Regions from separate parts of the Mus musculus genome. Here regions 1 and 2 are each linked to region 3. A link is a contact called in public ChIA-PET data. All regions are on one chromosome and are shown on one strand. The core of a region is the stretch at or near the end of the contact, and the rest is flanking DNA. Distances in the headings are between cores, read along the strand shown. Region 1 overlaps Pip4k2a (phosphatidylinositol-5-phosphate 4-kinase, type II, alpha). Region 2 overlaps Pip4k2a (phosphatidylinositol-5-phosphate 4-kinase, type II, alpha). Region 3 holds the start of Mllt10 (myeloid/lymphoid or mixed-lineage leukemia; translocated to, 10).

Region 1 (3,400 bases), core at 643-3,142, 870 kb before region 3:
CGACAGGGCCCAGTTGCGTTCCTGTCCCTTCCTTTCACTGTGGACAGTTGTATCTGTGGCATGTAATGCAAGAGAAGAAGGTGACCTGACAGCCAGTGCTGCCGAAGGGAGATCAGAAAGAGCTGTGTAGGAGCTCAAGAGCAGATGTTCTCATCACTGTGGCCTGGGGGCTGAGGGGTCCTCAGTGGAGGGCTGGGACCAAGGGAAGGAAATGGCTTCCCTCGGGATGGAGAATTTGATCTTTTGACTTCCTTCATTCCTTATCACCCGCTCCGATGGCTGAGGCTTTCCCCTTTCCGTGCGTTCCTTCTTATCTCTTCCGGCAAACAGAAATGTCCGTGCAATGGCCCTGAGCTTAATTTACAACCCCAGGGATGGTCCTTGCTGGGACATGTTTTTTTTTGTTTTTAGTTGGAATTTTTATTTAACATAATGTTCACTGGACAAATACTATTTCCCAGTTCTCTGGGCTGCACACAAGTTTACCGGTCAGGAAGAGGGACTTTTTCCATGCTTAGTGTTAGTTAGTACACATTGACTGTTATAACAGTAATTATTATCATCAACTTAGGAAACGATATGCTTAGTGATTTTTTTTTTTAAATCACAGATAGTTAAACCTTCCAATATCGCTAATTTCTTAGAGTTACGGCAGCCACGTCATCACAAAGACATTGCTTCCCAGAAGTAGTTATCCCCTGGGATATCACAGTTACTGCATGGGATAGATAAGAATTGTCACGTGTAGCTTATAAACTCATGGATGCTAATTACTGCTTGTTAAGCACACATTTAAGCCCTGTGTCTCTGTGAGCTCAGTTATACAAGTCAGAGTCTATGGAGGAAAACTGACTTGACCCTCAGGCCCCCACATCTGTATGCATGCACACACACACACACATGCTCACACACATGAACAGTACATACGTAATGAACTACAGAGCATGCAAGACGTTTTTTGAGATCAGTACTGTGTAGATATACAAATGAAATGGTACTTAAATGAGAGAGAGGATGACTGAGACCAGAAACTCCTTAATCACCTCACTAACACTGAGGTGAGATCTGTCTTGTTTATAGACTGCTGCTGTGGTAAGTTCCGATGTTCCATGGGGAGGTGTGTAGGGCTGATCCTGTCTCCATTTTGTAATTGAGGAAACTGGGGCAGAAAAAGAACAGTATTCCAGTAAGGCATTTACAGCTGCCTGTAAATTCCCATGAGAGGTTGGAAATCGGAAAGTGCCATTTGTGCTGGAGGAATAGCCTAGAGAGGTTTGGGGCATCTTTAAAGCCAGGCGTGGTGGTCCACATCTGCGGGCCCCATGAGAGAATCAAAAGTTAGAGACTGCCTGAGCTACATGGTGAGACCTGGTCTCAACAAAACAAAAAGTGAGAAAGTAAACTTTAAACAAGAAAGAAACTTTTTTTTTGAGTGGGAAAAACACAGCCCAATGAGAAAGAGTCTTGCAGGCATTTATAGACCCATCTGATAAAGGAATACTGGAAAATATTAAATTATTCATAAGTTGCCTGATAACTAGTAAATAAATGCATGACGGAACATTTAGAATTTGGCACAGCCTTTGAGAAAAGCTATTAAACAAATGTATTGTGCGAGAACAAAAGGCTTTAGTGAAATTTTTACTCGGATAAATTGGATGACAGACAGCTAAACTCCCAACTAAAGCTACAAATGAACGTATCACAGTGATCTAATTAGTGAGTTATCTTATAGGGCCAGTTGACTTTAAAAATTATATTTTGAGGGAGCGAAGAGGCCTGGTTCTTGGAGGTGAGACGCTGCTGAGTGGGGCTTGCTTGCTGCCCCTGGGCAGATGGCATGTCCTCGGCCACACTCTGATCCCCACAGATAACCCTTCGGATTGCTTGCCTGCTGTTTGAAGACCGTGTTGCAATCTTTAGCCTTTATTGGGCAAATTGATCTCTTAAAGACATTGTGGTCTGGCAGGGCCACTTCTTGTTCATTAGGTCTGAAGTGTGTTTTAAATAGCTACATTCAATTAGACTCGCCACCTGAGAGCACGAGAAGAAAATGTGCCTCTTGCAGACCACAGGAGCAGGGGGAGGCTTTGTGTTGGATTGTGGTTAATCTGCCGTCTGCACTTCCTGGACAGAAACTGCTTAAGTAAAGAGCACGTGTTGGGGTTTCTTCCATAAAAATCAAAGTTCTGTGTGAAGTAACAGGGCAGTCACATATTCATGACTAAATTTTTCATTCTGAGTGGAAATCCTGGGAGAAGATAATGCTTATTATCTAGAGCCTGTGGTTAAATATTTTCAAAGACGCTTATAAAAATTGGGATAGGAGGAATAAGAGAAAGAAGCTGCCCCATGGGGTGGGGACACCTCTCTTTGGTGGGATCTTTGAGAAGGCTATAATAACCTAAGGCTCAGGTAATACCCGGGCTAAAAGTACACGCAGAGCGAGCGCCCACACCATAGAGGGTTAAGGAATTCACCGTCTCTCCTACATTTTTAACTGTTAAGGTTTTTTGTTCTTTAAGTATTCTCTATGCTTCATGTCAATTGTTACACATTTAAATTTTTTTTTTCTTAACTTGTGTATCATAAAATGGAATCTTTTTGAGGAGAAGGGAAACAAATACTAGATAACCCCCTGGATCATGTGATGTGACTGTGGAGAGGGGCCAACAGGAAGAGCAGGCCTGGCCACAGTTTTCCAGGAAGGCTTTGAGGATGAAGGGAATCCGATCTCAGCAGTCCTGAGGGTGTGCAGTCTCCCAGGGGGATTGTGGAGGGCTGTGGGTTAGGGGCCTTCAGGAGGAAAGCTGTGCCTTCAATGGCTTCCTTGGAATTTTTATTTTCTGTGTGTTTTTCCTAGAACATCACTCTTCTTTCCACATGTGGTAATTGTTGTCCCTTCCTTAGCCCTCTGCCCCAGGCCTGATGCTGGATCTTCCTGCGGCATCCTGGCAGTGCTGTTGAGAGAACTCCAAAGGGTCCTCATGGTCCCACATGAGTTCATGTTTTCATGGGGTCACTTACGGATTGCTTCATGCTCTTTCTATGGACCAGATGAGCAGAAAATCTCCACCATCCCCTGTGTCTGCTAGGGGTGTGTCTCTTAGTACCTGAGACAAAAGTGAGGAATGTGGTGGTGGGAGGAAGAGTTCTGGGCCAGCTGTCACCCAGCCATCTGATCTTCCTGTTGAATGTGGGCTACAGTAGCAGTTACAGTGGCAACATTGGTTTTCCCCTGCACAGGGTCTAGAGCAGATGCGTCTCCCACAGGGTGTACAGCAGGAGGCTGCCTGTCACTACCTCCTACTGCCTCCCTTGCCTTTCATTTTCTTATCTGTGTGTGTGCTTCCACTCCATCCCTGCTGCTTCTCATAAAATAATGACGTGTTTACTTTAA
Region 2 (3,574 bases), core at 19-2,518, 890 kb before region 3:
TTGTATAACAGCTGGTCTGGACTGAGATGGGCTATCAATACCACCCCTGAGGCTGCCCCTACTTGGAGCTATCAGGGAACTGTTCTTTGGCCTGTCCTTCTAAATACCTAGATATTTTCCAAGGCTATATCTGTGGGGTCCCTTGTTTCTTCTTCTTTTTCTTTTTCTTTTTCTTTTCTTTGGTTTTTCAAGACAGGGTTTCTCTGTATAGCCCTGGCTGTCCTGGAACTCACTTTGTAGATCAGGCTGGCCTCGAACTCAGAAATCCACCTGCCTCTGCCTCCTGAGTGCTGGCATGTGCCACCATGCCCGGCTTGTTTCTTCTTTTAGTAAGTTGTTATTTTTTTAAGTTTCAGTCTGACCCCTTGCAGCCACTGTGAGTAGGGAACACCCCCCCCCCCCCACCACACACACACACACTAGGAGGACCCAGCAGGGATGAATTCCCACCAGTTAATACTATATGTGTTTGCTAATACGATGATACTAATTCATTTGCTGTCTTTCTTTTTGTGATGTTGAGGGTTGAACCCATGACTTTGTGCATAGCAGGTGAGCGCTTTACTCTTCAGTTACACCTCAGCCCTCATTTACTATCTTAATGTAATGCTCATTCTTTAAAAATGAATATAACATCCTACCGAGAACATAAAAGAAATAGGAGGAAAATACCTTGTGATAAAATATTGCCTCCCCCTCTGTTTCTAGTCCTAGTGGTTAGATTTTTATCAGACTATCCTGCAAGCAGATGCAAAAGAATCCGCTCTAAACACATGCAGGCATGCACATGTGAGAGTGTGAGGAGTGTTGTCCCTGGCTACATCACAGATCCTAGAAGTTACGAGGAGGTCCGTCCTAACCGAGCCCATAGACCACTAATGTCCATCTCCTCCCACCACTCTTGACCATGTCTTTGCCCTGGAGCATCCAGTGCCCCCTGCCCTGTGTCCCTTCTTCTGTGTGTTCCACTAAGTTTGTGAGCCCCCCAAAACGTTTCCGTCTTCTGTTCCTGACTCTAACCTCAGCACCTAGAACAGAGCCCAGAGCTCTGGGAGGTTCTGTTGGATAAATAAATCCGTTTCTCTGTTGCTCTCTGTTGCTCTCTGACTCTGGAGCAGCATGGGTTTGTGAATGGCTGTCTCGCTGACAGTTGTCTCCCAGACATTCTGTCTGCTGGGTCTCTGAGCCTCACTCACTCCTTGTGTTGTGGAGTGAGGTAGTGTGCATGAAGCGCTCTGTGGCTTCAGAACCCCTCACTAGGCAGCACGTCCACTCAGTACTGTTTCAGTTACGTCATAAGACACATGCAGAGGCAGTCAGCATGAAGACTGGAGGAGAGGTTGGTTCTTGTGGGCAACGAGTCACGTGGCTATCTGGAAATATCTGTTGGTACTGTAAATTCTCCTCAGTACTAATTCTTTAAAGATAGAAATACATTTTTGGTTGATGCCATCATAAGCCTATCTGCTGAAATGGCTTCTTGATGTAAAGTCTCAAAAAGCAATAGAAATCCTTGAGGAGACTGCATAGTTTCAGTTTGAGTTTCCCTAAGTCACCTAGGCAGCTTGCTCATGCTATCCTCCTGCCTCAGCCTCTCGAATGGCTGGAACTGCTGGTGCCCACCATAGTGCCGGGCTGGACCACAGGCTGCAGTGCAGCAACTCACTCTAAGATGCCGGACACAGAAAGAGAGGAGTATAGAAATGCTTTGAGGAAGAAGAGGAGCCACTTACAAAAAACACAGCAATGGACTGGAGGCCACCTTTGTGGTAACAGTCTGCCCACTTCCCTGGGAGTGGTGGTTGGAAAATGCTAGTCAGCAGCTCCGTGCTACAGTATTTTAGCAACAGAGAACACACAGCGTGTCATCTCATCAGAAGACAATCCAGTCTGCTCTTCTCAAGTTAGGAAATTAACAAAGAAATGGTGTCCTGGATTGACAACCCAAAGCCACTGAGGCTCTGCCATCACTATTTCTGTCTCCTGGTCTCTGAGTGGAAGGACGTGACAGTCCATGTGTGTGATATACTTCTCAGGTCCTAAGAAACACACCATATTGATCGCTAAAGTCCTTCTTGTTCACAGGACTATTTTCAGTAGATGGCTTGTCGATTTACTTTATGCCTTTCTGTGCTGGAGACCAAACCCAAGGCCTTGTGTGTGCCAGGCAGGTGCTGTGCCACTGAGCTGCACTTCCAGCCCTTGGTTTTAGAGGCCAGGTTTCATTGTGTAGCTTAGGTTACGGCAAACACATGCTCCTCCTGTGCTGGGGTTTTGTGCACCGCTGCACCCAGCAGACACTTGTTCTTTGCTGGATTCTACTCGGCGTTGTTCTCAGGAAAACTTTCAAGGGAAGCTCGCAGGAGCTGATTCCATTGTGCTGGCACCCATCTTTGCATGCATCTGTTGCTCGCTGCCGCCATCTCAGCTTTGCAAAGTTTCCAGCCCTCCGTGTTGCAGTAGTCAACACTGTGTGAAGAGTAACCAGTGCCGATCACAGGAGTTGCAGGATCAGGAAGGTGTCTCATGCCAGGGCTGTCAGTTCTGAGTCGTGTTCTCTTAAGGCAGTTAAAAAAAGTCTCCCCCCACCCCACCCCCCACCCCGTTTGTGTTTTGTTTTTGGTCTACTTGGGCTGCCTTCTATTTTGAAATTTTTTATTTTTGCTCTTTTAGTAAAACCTGGTCAGTAATCCAAATAAGCTCATTCTTTAATGCTATAATTATAAAATTACATTTTTAGAAAGCACTTCCACATGTTGTCAGCTGAGGCTAAGAAGGAACGTACCCGCCACGGGGACTTGTGTAGAGTAGGTGTGCCGTAGATACTTGTAGGGTGTGCAGGTGGTGCGCTGATGTAATGGACTGAAAGGAGTGAAGACAGCTACTCTCTCTTGGTCCCTCAAAACATATTCTCTCTTGGTTTCCTGTATCGTTTATGGGTCTTAGGAGGAGAAGTACATGCTAAGCTAGAAAAGAGGTGTTGTATGTGAGAGAGCGGGTATAAGGGTAGGGTAGGTTAATGTTGGGAGTGTGACACACTGGCTCTGTATCATTTTTTGACACTGATTGGTAAGTCTGGCTGGTTAGCCAGGTCTGGTATCTTGCTGTCTTCACGTTGCCAGTGGTAGGTTACAGATGCTTGTGACCATACTCGGCTTTTGTGCGGATGCCTGGGATTCAAACTCAGACCCTCATGCTAGTGTGACACAGTCTGTTCACTAAGCCTGGAAGAATGGGCTTTCAACAAGAAAGAGATGGAAGCTGAAAAGGATTATTAGAGCAGTATAGTGTCAGCTCCTATGCCCGTGCTGGTCAGTGCATCACAAGTGCCCCGCAGGCACACAACAGTGTTTCCTGGCTATTAGGGAGACTGGAAGTCTGTGTCTCCGTGGTTGAATGCTCCGTTGTTATCATGCTGCAGTAGATATGCCACCACCAAATTAGAAACAGGAAAAGCAGCAGCAAAAAGACAAAGGCTCTGTATAGCCCCAAAGACGGGGTAAAGGCACGTTCCTGCATAGTACATTTCTGAGGAAAATAAGTCAGTTAATCAGTGGGGAAACAACTTTTTCGT
Region 3 (3,612 bases), core at 448-2,947:
AGCTCCTATGTAAAAAACAAAAACTTCCCAGGTAGGACACACTCCAGAGGCAGAGGCAGGAGGATCTTTAATTTTGAGGCCATTTATGGGCTATAGAGCCAAGTTCCAGGACAGTGAAGGCTACAGAGAAAACCCTGTCTCATTTAAAAAATAAAAAGTAAAAATTAAAACCTTCCAACACTCAGTTTTAACTTCAGGAATAGGAAGGGTGGATCTGTTTAAGACTACACAGTGAGTCACCCAAAAAAACATTATCTAGTCTTTCGTCCTGAACCCCCAATCCCCTAACGACTTGAAAGGGACAGTCTTCAATAAGCAGAAAAACATGCTAAAGAGTTCCCCGTGGGGGAGTGGGAGGGAAGGGGCGATTAAGGGGGTACCCAAAACATTCACCCCATGAGAACATCTAAAAATAGACTCAACCTCCAAAGGCTCTTGGGGCACCACCAGCACTACTTCTTGGGGTCCATGACCAGGTCGGCTCAGCCCAGACACTCCCTCAGGGACACCTTCCAGTGTCTTCGCAGAAGCACCCAGTGGCCCCCAACAGCAGGGTCCATGCCAGAGAGCTCTGGGTGCAGCGGGCAGGGCCCACCTTCTCTCTCTCTCCCTCTACTCAGAGGCAGGTTGTCCCAGGCCACAGGAAGTCTCCTGACAACGCTGCGGCAGACCGGGAGCAGGCAGGGGAGGGGGAGGAGGCCTCCGGTTCCCAAAGCCACCACGCGCCGTCACCGTGACTCCAGCGCGGGTCTCGCGCTCCCACCCTACCCTGCGCAGGACGCGGCCCGACGCCGGCGGCCACCTAATGACACTTGAGTGAGCGCGGAGTCACGTGATAGCCCGGGCCACACGCACTTTCTCCCACAGGCCGGGGCACAGCCCGAGCCCGCGGCGACCACGCCGGGCTCCCGCGGGCTGCGCGCCGGGCGGGGCGGGGGGCGGGGCGAGGCGGCGGCGGGGGCGGAGCGGCGGCGGCGGCGGGCGGGCCGGGGGAGGGGCGGCGGTGGCAGTTGCCGCCGGGCGGGGGAGGGGAGCCGTGACGGTTGGGAGCGGGCCGGTTCGGCCCGGCGGGCGGTTGGGTGTTTACCTTGATGCACCGCGACGCTGCAGCCGTGCCCGTCGCAATAAACCAGCGGGTTCTCGGCCCAGCCTCTCTCGTCTGAGCAAACGCAACAGCCTCCAATCATTTCCTTCATACTATGGGAGACCTCGTCCTCCAGTGACACGGGCCGGTCGCTAGAGACCATCTAAGAGGGAGTTGGGGGGGACCATTAACAAACACAAGCAAGCCACCGAGAGCTCCCCACACGCAGCCCTTCGCGCCCGCCCTCCCGCCAGCCCGATCGACCGACCGACCCCGGCCCGGTCTCCGCCAGCCCGCCCGCCCTCCCTCCCGCCCGCTCGGCCGCTCGCTCACTCGGGCTTTGCCGCTCAGTCACTCACGTTCCGCACAGGAGTCAGGAGCCATGTCCTTGCTGACTCCCCCCACCTCCCCGCCACCGTCTCCTCCTCCTCCTCCTCCTCCGCGGCGTCCTCCCTCCCCACCTCCACCCGGCCGCTAACGCCGCCGCCCGAGGAGGGCACACATAATCAAGCAGGCCTCCGCACAGGCGCACTGGGGGGCTCCCGCTGGGCCCGGGGCGGCGAGGGAGGGGAAGGGGCTGCGCTTCCTCCTCCGAGCGTCACCCGGCGTACGCGTCGGCCCGCCCTGCGGCCGGCGTGAGGGAGGCGGCCCAGAGAGGCGAGGCCTGCGTGCGCGCCGCCGCGTCCCCTGGCCCCTGCCTACCTCCAGGCTTTCCCCTCCCCCGCACCGCTCGGCGGCGCCGAGGTGTGCGGAGGTGGGGGACGAGCGGAGTCGGCTGCTCAGCGCGGCCGGAGTGAGTCTACCGGAGGGCTCTGGGGCGCACGAGGGCCGGGACGTTGGGCGGCCGTCGCCTCGCGGGCCCCGGGCGCGCATGAGGAAGAGGCCGCGGCGGGGCGGGGTGCGGTGGGGGCCGGGGTCGCTGAGAGGCGCCCCCGGGGGCGTCTCGTGGCGCCGGGAACCTACCTGAAGGCCTGTGCCTCGAGAACTGGCCCGCGGGTAACAATGGTTGGGAGAGGGTGCCAGCTTCCATGAAGGGTGTAATGAAGCATGGCTTCCTGCAGTTGGCCGCGCTAACTTCACAGTACTGTCGCAGCTTCGCCACCCATTAAATTCACGTCCTGGATTCTTCCCAAAGTTCACCCAGTGGAAGTGTTACCAGATCTACCGCCCACTTACGCACCTTCTTGGCCCCCGTGGCAAATGAAAGTGCATCACAGACAGGCAAAAAGCCTGTGTTTGGGCTATATTCTGAGCGGGAGCCCCAAGACTGCATTATAGCTTGGTAGGTATACAAGTGGTTGGTCGCGTTAGCAACGTAATAGTCTGATCTGGAAAAATGCAGCTAAAGGAGGAAGGAACCCACGTTCTAGCCTGTCACCAAAGGTTAACAGCATTGAGAGTGTGGTGCCCAGTTTAGATTGAGGATTCCTCTAATCTTAGCTCGATTCTCCAAATTTACCTTTTCAAATGTGATGTCATTTAAATTGGAGAAATATGAGAGCTTCCTCCCAATACACAAATAAAATATAGATTAGATTAGACCAATGTTAGCAGATTAATTAGCTAGATATTGAGTAGTTTTTAAGCTACCAAAAAAATGTTTCCCTAATCCTTTCTCCATGTACACCCAATATTGATTTTAAGCAAAAAGTGTTCGTTCATTAAACTTTAGCATGAAATGGGAATTATGAATAGGCTATTTAAATGACAAACAGTTCCAAGGCAACTTCATGGTTTTTGGTTAATTACAAGTACAAAGGGCTTATTAGAAACTAACAATATAATATGGTCTGGAAAATACACTTACATGATGCTAAAACACCCCAAGTTCTAAGCACTCCACAGAAAATATATTAAGTTTTAAAATGTTCAAAAAGGGTAATGTGGCTGTTCTTTTCCTATTTCAAAATAATTGCTAAAGTTGTAAGAATAGTGATCGATACAGCACAATGTAAGCATCTGTGGTCAGATATATTCAAAAGCTATGTGAAATCCAAACTAATGGGGGATTTACCAAAGCTTGTGATAGGAAGACAATATGTCCAAAGGGACACAAAACTAAGGATTCTGTTTTAATATTAATACATTTAGAAATGGTGACTACAGATTAGTAAAATGACATTTTTAGGAGGATATGGTAATAAATTTCTGGACCTCTAATGATGCTCTTAACATAACTATGACTTGTACAAAGCTAGGGCAACTTTCAAACAGAAGTTTACTGTTTTAACTGTACCAAATATTTTACCTTTACCCTTATACAAAGGAAGTCAGTTCATTGTCTAAATCCTGTTTTGCCTCATAATATAGACTAATTTTGGTGCAAATCAATGTGGAACTTCCCAAACACTGAAGTCAAGCCTATGCACTAAATAATTTAAAAATACATTTCATTTTATTTTTAATACATTGGAGCTTAGTTCTTGAGATGGAACTAATTTGTATGAAAAAAAAGGGTAAGAATCTTACCTCATTCTGTAACACCTAATAAATGTAGGTAAACACTTGCTCTTTTCAAGACAAAAACA

The links. ChIA-PET counts read pairs in DNA pulled down with a chosen protein or histone mark.
Region 1: a contact with region 3 is called in an RNA polymerase II ChIA-PET map of memory CD8 T cells, with 32 read pairs. The contact joins the enhancer-like site here to the promoter of Mllt10 in region 3. A contact is called at or near these places in 1 of 484 Hi-C or Micro-C datasets (CD8 T cells), 3 of 115 datasets of contacts at active chromatin or transcription factors (large pre-B cells, memory CD8 T cells and pancreatic cancer cells) and 1 of 9 other capture datasets (liver).
Region 2: an RNA polymerase II ChIA-PET map of effector CD8 T cells shows a contact between it and region 3, with 6 read pairs. The contact joins the enhancer-like site here to the promoter of Mllt10 in region 3. A contact is called at or near these places in 2 of 484 Hi-C or Micro-C datasets (CD4 T cells and CD8 T cells), 6 of 115 datasets of contacts at active chromatin or transcription factors (the 230-238 cell line, effector CD8 T cells, embryonic forebrain and 3 more) and 1 of 9 other capture datasets (liver).

What each region holds. Positions count from the first base shown.
Region 1 is chr2:18,937,728-18,941,127 of GRCm38.p6, reverse strand. The region is part of intron 1 of Pip4k2a (phosphatidylinositol-5-phosphate 4-kinase, type II, alpha); the gene reads left to right. Among named protein-coding and RNA genes, the nearest start is that of Pip4k2a, 59 kb to the left of the region's middle. Within about 2 kb of position 1,892, at least 57 of the 459 cell types and tissues checked have an H3K27ac peak or open chromatin away from gene starts, as enhancers often do. A contact at or near this core is called in CD8 T cells, liver and memory CD8 T cells, where this site is marked.
Region 2 is chr2:18,956,950-18,960,523 of GRCm38.p6, reverse strand. The region is part of intron 1 of Pip4k2a (phosphatidylinositol-5-phosphate 4-kinase, type II, alpha); the gene reads left to right. Among named protein-coding and RNA genes, the nearest start is that of Pip4k2a, 39 kb to the left of the region's middle. Within about 2 kb of position 1,268, at least 72 of the 459 cell types and tissues checked have an H3K27ac peak or open chromatin away from gene starts, as enhancers often do. A contact at or near this core is called in CD8 T cells, effector CD8 T cells and memory CD8 T cells, where this site is marked.
Region 3 is chr2:18,062,670-18,066,281 of GRCm38.p6, reverse strand. It overlaps Mllt10 (myeloid/lymphoid or mixed-lineage leukemia; translocated to, 10), which reads right to left and starts at 1,697. Exons shown (of 23, transcript NM_001252560.1): 1 at 1,418-1,697; 2 at 1,088-1,247. The coding sequence starts at 1,247.